Linked DNA regions of Pan troglodytes: region 2 is linked to region 1. Evidence: chromatin contacts called from public Hi-C data. All regions are on one chromosome and are shown on one strand. Each heading gives the region's core, a stretch centred on a gene start, on an enhancer-like site or on the middle of the called end of the contact. The rest is flanking DNA. Distances are from core to core; before and after follow the strand shown.

Region 1 (3,820 bases), core at 1,191-3,690:
CAATGTTCGTAAAGAAATTCTATTACTTACGGAGAACTAGAAAAAGTACTAGAAGCTGACCAGAGACAAAACAAAGAGCACTGGTTCTTTTCTTTGGGCATCTGCTGAAAGAACATCACATGCCCACCTAAATAGGGTCCGCCTCTCTGTATTCTATCATTAGGAGCAGCAGGACATCTGGGGATGAGAAGATGGAGAGATCATCCTTATATAATGTTGCAGTCTGGAAGCATCACTCTCAAAAAGGTAAGTTTTTAGGTTATTTTTAGTTTGGTTTACAATTAAAAAAAATCCTTCATTGAACTCTGACTGCAGATTCTAGAAAATAGAATATTGCGGGCAAGACTGGCTTCGGAAGTTTTATGGCTTAATAGAAAAAGAAGGTGGGCAGACCTGGTGAAAATCTTTGCAGGGTCATGCATGCCTCCCACGCCAAGTATTTGCCACTCTTATTATTATTATTTTTTTCCAGACAGGGTCCCGCTCTGTTGCCCAGGCTGGAGTGCAGTGGTGCGATCTCCGCTCACTGTAACCTCCACCTCCCAGGCCCAAGTGATCCTCCTAACTCAGCTTCCTGAGTAGCTGTGACCACAGGCATGTGCCATCATGCCCGGCTAATTTTTTGTATTTTTTGGTAAAGATGGGGTTTTGCCACATTCCCTAGGCTGGTCTCAAACTCCTAAGCTCAGGCAATCCACCCGCCTCAGCCTCCCGAAGTGCTGGGATTACAGGCATGAGCCACCATGCTCGGCCACTCTTTTTTTTAAACCAAAGAAATCAATCTTAAATCAATTTTGCACTTGATTTATGCACATCAAGTTTGTTTGCTTCTTAAAGAGTATATGATTAGCTGTACAAGAGACTATAGGTTAAGAAAATCCTTAGTCTTGAGAAAAGCACTGAAGAGGAAGAAGAAGACACCAGGCCCCAAGACATCCACCAAAAATAGATCCAACTTACATTGTCTGGCAGGGCAAACAATCCCATCACAGTCACATGCCAGCCCCTATATTCTGGCTGGTCCCCAGAATTTAGTCAAGATCAAAGTAAAATTTTTTGGTTTCTGGGGTGAGCCTTCATCCAGGTCAAAATATTCTGGAAGAAGGCTTGCCTGGCACCTGGAATTCCACACCCTTGAGCTCTCCTTTTCACGGAACAGCATTCGTCAGATTTACTGACAGCATAGCAGTGGCATAATTAACGAATAATCCAGTTTTCAGCTTCCCTGGCCTCCACCTGCTAGATACCAGGAGCACCTCCACTCCCACAGAAGTTGTGTCAACCAAAATGTCTCCAGATATTGCCAGATGTCCCCAGGAGGGCAAAATCAACCCTGGTTGACCACCACTGCAATAGTATTATTTGTATATGAAACATAAAGATTGCTAAGGGATATAAAGTAGACTATTTTAGATATCCAGTCTTAAAGGAAACCACTACTATCATCATTGGCCAAAAAAAGAAAAAAAAAGAACGGTGCTAATAATTAGACATAAAATAATAAATGAAAATTATCATTGCTTTGAAATATTCCCTGGAGGAAATGAAACATCTGTGTAAATTTTATCCTTTCACGTGTGAAGATGACTGGGATAGCAGGTGTGGTAAAAGACATTGTTCCAAAGCCTGTTCTGTGGTTTGCTGATGAGAATATTCCCTGGCTTGGGCTACAGCTGCCATGTGCAGTCTCTCTATTGACAGTCTTTCTCAACCACTCCCGAAAATCCCCACATTGTTTGAACTCAAGTTTTGTAATTACAGAGATGTGGTTCTCAGAGCCAAAAATGAAGCTGCCTGGCTGGAGCAGCAGGATATAGAATAGGACCTTGGGACTGGGAGATTATAACTTTTGTGGTTTCAAGTACTCATAAATGTGGTGGAGAGGGGTTTTGGAGTTGATCCACAACTCGTCAGAAGCCCTGCTATTTTTTCTACCCACAGCCATTGTAGAGAATCCAAGCCGAGTTTAAGAGTGCTGTGGAAATACACTGCTGCTACTGCTGTTTCTATTACTGTTTGATGCTGGGACTCTTATGCTCCAACCACGTTTTCACCCAGCTGAGTCGCCTTCGTATCACGCCTTTCCAGTGAGTAAGATCATCTAGATAGATTCTCCAAAAGAAATAACCCAGTAAGGGAGGGGCAACCAGCATGACCACAATGCTAGTTGTTGTGTGCGAATGGTAAACAGAATGAAATTATGAATGTGTGTGCAGGTCATTATATGCATGCAGACACATACATATGCATATGTAGTATAAATTAATCTCCATAAATGCCTAAGGTGATGGCAGTGATGAGGGGCAGTTAAAAATGTTAAGCACAAATTGGAGCTGAGACACTGATCAGAGAAAAATTATCTGTAATACTGAGAAAGAGCCATCTGTCATGGCTGGAGGCTCAAGCAGAGAAGGGATAAGTGGAGAGGCCCCAGGAACAGATGGAGAGGCTTGAACCCCCACACAGAGCAGAGCGTCCAACAGCTGGGACTGATTAATCCAGACGGCCGACTATTACGTCATGTGTTGGATTACAACCAAATGAGTGGCTAAAAGCTCCTAGCAAGTTCAGGCCAACACGAAGTCGCTTCACAGATGGCGTCCACCTTGGAATTCCGTGAGGGATGAAGACACTGCTCAGTCCAGCCTCATTGTCCTCTGTGGAAAGAGCAAGAGGAATGAGGATAGGCCTTTCCCACCCCTTTATTCTTCTTTATTCTCAGGGTAAATGGAAGTAGAGAAGGAGAGTAAGTGAGATTTTAAAGAAGCTTGTTGACCTGTGTCTTTGTTCTCTCCTTGCTCTCTAAATTACGTGATAGAGGGAATAATACGGAACTTTAATGTATGAAGTTCAGTCCAGTAAATTGATCCCATAGCCCAGCATGTGATAAACAGTTTCTGAATATTAACTTGATCTACTCGTGCTTCTTAGTAATCCCACAAACACTTTAAACAACATTTCAGAAGCACAGGTAATCCCACAAGCATTTCAGCAACATTTTAACTCAACACCTATCCCCTCTCCAATGTTCCCTTCAAGTCAGAAACCTAACTTTGGGTACCCAACTCTACCGTCAATCAGTCACTGGGGCCTTATGGAATCAATGGAGTCTTGTAGATTCCATCTCCTTAGCATTGCTTGAAACGATCTTGACTTCTCTATTCTCATTGCTGTTGCCTTAATTCTGACCTTCAGTAAGTCCTGCCTGGACCGTTACAATAGTTTCTTCTAAGCTATCTTCTGGTTTCTTTGCTCCAGTGCATTCTTTTCTTTTCTTTTCTTTTCTTTTTTTTTCTGCTGACACCCGGCACTTTATTAGTGGGGAAACTCGCCTTGGTCTGGCAGAGACTGCGATGGACAGGACCGGCGCCCATCTCGAGGGGGTATTTCTGGAAGATCAGGTGTTCCTCCCTTGTAGGTTTAGAGGAAACACCCTCATAGATGAAAACCCCCCAGAGAGCAGCACTGCAACTGCCAAGCAGCCGGGGTAGGAGGGGCGCCCTAGGCACAGCTGGGCCCTTGAGACAGCAGGGCTTCGATGTCAGGCTCGATGTCAATGGTCTCGAAGCGGCGGCTGTACCTACGTAGGGGCACACCGTCAGGGCCCACCAGGAACTTCTCAAAGTTCCAGGCAACATCGTTGCGACACACCAGAGACCAGGTGATGAGCTTGGGGTCGGTCATAAGCGCAGTGGCGTCGTCGCTGGGGGCTGGCAGGGCCTCCCGCAGGAAGGCAAAGAGAGTGTGCGCCCCCGCACCGTTCACCTCGCCCTTCTCGAAGAGCATGAAGTTGGGCTGGAACCCACCACCAGGTCGGACG
Region 2 (3,574 bases), core at 374-2,873, 110 kb after region 1:
TTCTGAAATTGAAAGGAAAAAGCATAGAGATGTATTTTCCCTTGTCCGCAGCAAAGAGCAGGGGTGGCTCTTCCAACTGTATTTGTTCAACACATGTTAATTGGGCACCTATAATATGTAAGTGGTGGACACTGAATGGAAATCCAAAAAACATAAATCTGGTCTTGTCTTTAAATAGACGGTAATCTAGTCAGAGGCAGGGGAATGCTTCAGAAGGACAGGCGGAGAAAAAGAGGTGGTGCCCTGATCACTACTTTACACCACCAAGTGCTTGGTCCTTGGTAGCAAAGTTTAAACTATGGTTTTAAAAAGAGTTGAAGTCTGGGGCAAGCCTAGTGTGTGTGTTAATCCATTCAGAGCCCAGAATTCATCTTAGCTATGATTTTCAAAAACCACCCATACTATGGGCTTTTCCTTTATATAGCTCTTCAGTCCACACATATCTGATAAAGTCTACAACTACATGCATGCATCCTAGATAGATCGTCTGTGCTGCCCCATAATTCCTACCAATCCCCCATTCTATTGTCAACTGCCAGCTAACATCTGAAGGGGTTTGGGGCAAGAGTTTTTAGGAAAACATTTTGAAGTAAGAGATTGAGTAGATGATTCTCACTTAGGACATCACCATCATCCTGGCACATTTGTCTTCTGTTAGCAGACGATGTCACTATAAGAAAGAGAATACCAGGCAGTCCAAGGAGGGAGAATGCTGACCACAAAGCATTTTTTTTTTTTTTTTTTTTGAGACGGAGTCTCGTTCTGTCACCCAGGCTGGAGTGCAATGGTGCGATCTCGGCTCACCGTAAGCTCCGCCTCCTGGGTTCACGCCATTCTCCTGCCCCAGCCTCCTGAGTAGCTGGGACTGCAGGCGTCTGCCACCGCACCTGGCTAATTTTTTGTATTTTTAGTAGAGACGGGGTTTCACCTTCAAAACATTTCTTACGTGGTGGCTCTCCAAATTAAAGAAAAGGTTTTAAATGAATGATGATGAATACATACCCTGCTCTGATTGGTAACTTTCACCATTAAACCTGCAAATTAAAAGGCATTTAAGCCAAAATTCATCCTCCCCACAACCTTGAGGGAATGAGTCACTGAAGCAATTCTCACGTTTCTCCAGGCAGAAAGACAGGAGACTTTCCAAAAAAGGTTGTAGTTTTCCTGTTTCCTTGGCTGCCTCCACACATAGCCCAGCCATGACCACATGTGGTGATGGGCAGGAACCTATTGCCTTATTTGGCAATCTTGAGCCCTCTTTGTAGGGCTATTGGGGGCAGGATGAAAAGTCCAGATCAAAACCACAATCGTGAAAAACAATGGAGAGTCAGATAAAGGAAGTAGGCATTTTATCTAGATTAAATATAAAATATTGACCCAAGAAGTAAATGTTTTCATATGCATTGCTTCTTAAAGGACTCGTAGGAAAATATTTAGAATCTGCCATTTTCCTGTAATAATTTCACTCATTTTCCTTCTAGCCATGATGCTGACTGCATTTCCCAGCTGCTGCTGAAACAGCTCTTCTGTTGGGGGAGATTATGTGGGCTAACATTCACCCACGATTCTCTAAACTGATGTTTCTCAAGTATCCTTCATTCTGACCCCAACATGTGCTGTGTGCATTCATTACTGCTGACAGCAGGATCAGTGTGGGTCCCAAACAAGGAGATTGCACAATGAGAAATGGAGGCTAAGGGCATGAATGTTCTGAATTTTATAGCTTCCTGTCTGCTTTCCCTTAGGGGAATATAATTGGGGGACTGGACCCAACACAAATCTCAACTACGCATTTAGGCCTCCACAAAGAAGCAAGACTTCTAGTCCTTTCTGGAGCATTGCAAGCTGTACAGAAAAAATACATTCCTCAGGGATTCTGCCGGCAACCACTCCTTTTATTCTGTGGTTCCCCAAAGATAAGGTCAGTCAGCTCAGAGAGAAAAGGAAAATGGAATGGGGAGAGACAAGGATCAACCAGTAACGGGTGTGTCATCTCAAACTGGAGTGTGTGTCCATTGTCAACCCCAAGAAACCCAGAAAAACAAAATCTTTTTCCCCAGGTGGTGAGAGTGTCAACTGCATATGAGAGGGAAGGGTGCCCTCTGCTGTCATCTGTGATTTTTGGTTTTTAATTTCAAAGGAAACGTTCCAGCTCCATGTAAATCAGACTTAAACATTTTTGCCAGGCACGATGGCTCAGGCCTGTAATCCCAGCACTTAGGCTGAGGCGGGCAAATCACAAGGTCGGGAGTTCAAGACCAGCCTGGCCAATATGGTGAAACCCCATCTTTACTAAAAATACAAAAATTAGCTGGGCATGGTTGTGGGCACCTGTAATCCCAGCTACTTGGGAGGCTGAGGAAGGAGAATCGCTTGAACCCGGGAGGCAGAGGTTGCAGTTAGCCAAGATTGTGCCGCTGTACTCCAGCCTGGGCGACAGAGCGAGACTCCATCTCCAAACAAACAAACAAAAAACAAAAAAGGAAACATTTTACACATTAAATAGGGAAGCCAAACTTGGGATTTTGACCGTCTTAACTAGGCTGGGTTCTGTGTCGGATGAGAGAGACTTGAGGGATAGCACAGGCAGCAGTCACAATTCCATTTCAGATGCCCTGCTGGGAGAAAATTGTGGTTTGGAAGAGGGCCTGTGAGCTTTATATATTCAGAACAATTTGCTTAGAAATAAAACGACTTCTTGGGAGCAGGGTTCTCCTTGGGTGGCAGCATACTTGGACAGCATCTCCATTTGTTTCCCTGTCCTTTCCCAGTAAACCAATTTGGGTTCATTATTAGATTCCTGAGTTTGTTTCTTTGGGAGAGAAAAATAAAATACAGTTCTCACTTAGGGAGATGGAAGGCAATGGCTTTGCATGAAGATACGAATTTAAAACAAATAAATACAAGTGCTCAACTCTGATGAAAGATGAGTTGTATGATTTAATGTGCTTTCCTAGGGACACGTAAATTAACTGAGATACAAAATAATGAATCTGCACATCTGCCTTAGAGTTCATCCAAATGCAATCTACAAGGCAAACTTAATCACGGTTATAATTAATACTTTGCAAATGGAAATGACTGGAAATGAAAGGCCACAAACAACATCGATATTAATGCTTCAGTATTTGTTCTCTCCCTAGTTTTTACTTTCAAAAGTGTTTTTATCATCTTCTACAAAAGTCATACCTTGTACTTTATAAGGCATTTTGTTATATAGCCTCTTTATAGCTGAATTCATCCCATTATCAAAGGGTCATAGTTGGATTACCTACCTACTTAGATGTTTCTAAACATTTCTGATTTCATTTTGCATTCTAGCAACCGGCTGACTCCACCCGAACTCGGGACTCATGACTCAACCAGTCCTTTGGCCCCCACCCAGAGGCAGGCTTAGCTCACAAGGACTATTTTCCACACCCCTATGATTTTATCATTAACTAATCAGCAGCACCCATTCCCCAGCCCTCTGCCCACCAAATTATTCATAAAAACGCTACCATCTGAATTCTTGGGGAGGCTGATTTAAATAATAACTCCAATCCTTCTGCTTCGCTAGCTCTGCATTAATTAA

The links. Hi-C and Micro-C count contacts between places; a contact is called where the count stands out from the background.
Region 2: a Hi-C map of stem cell-derived neural progenitor cells shows a contact between it and region 1, with 4 times the contacts expected there. The contact joins two enhancer-like sites. A contact is called at or near these places in 2 of 7 Hi-C or Micro-C datasets (blood and stem cell-derived neural progenitor cells).

What each region holds. Positions count from the first base shown.
Region 1 is chrX:13,952,586-13,956,405 of NHGRI_mPanTro3-v2.0_pri, forward strand. It overlaps the pseudogene LOC736283. Among named protein-coding and RNA genes, the nearest start is that of ATXN3L, 57 kb to the left of the region's middle. Within about 2 kb of position 2,441, at least 6 of the 24 cell types and tissues checked have an H3K27ac peak or open chromatin away from gene starts, as enhancers often do. A contact at or near this core is called in stem cell-derived neural progenitor cells, where this site is marked.
Region 2 is chrX:14,063,203-14,066,776 of NHGRI_mPanTro3-v2.0_pri, forward strand. No RefSeq gene overlaps it. Among named protein-coding and RNA genes, the nearest start is that of EGFL6, 81 kb to the right of the region's middle. Within about 2 kb of position 1,624, at least 9 of the 24 cell types and tissues checked have an H3K27ac peak or open chromatin away from gene starts, as enhancers often do. A contact at or near this core is called in stem cell-derived neural progenitor cells, where this site is marked.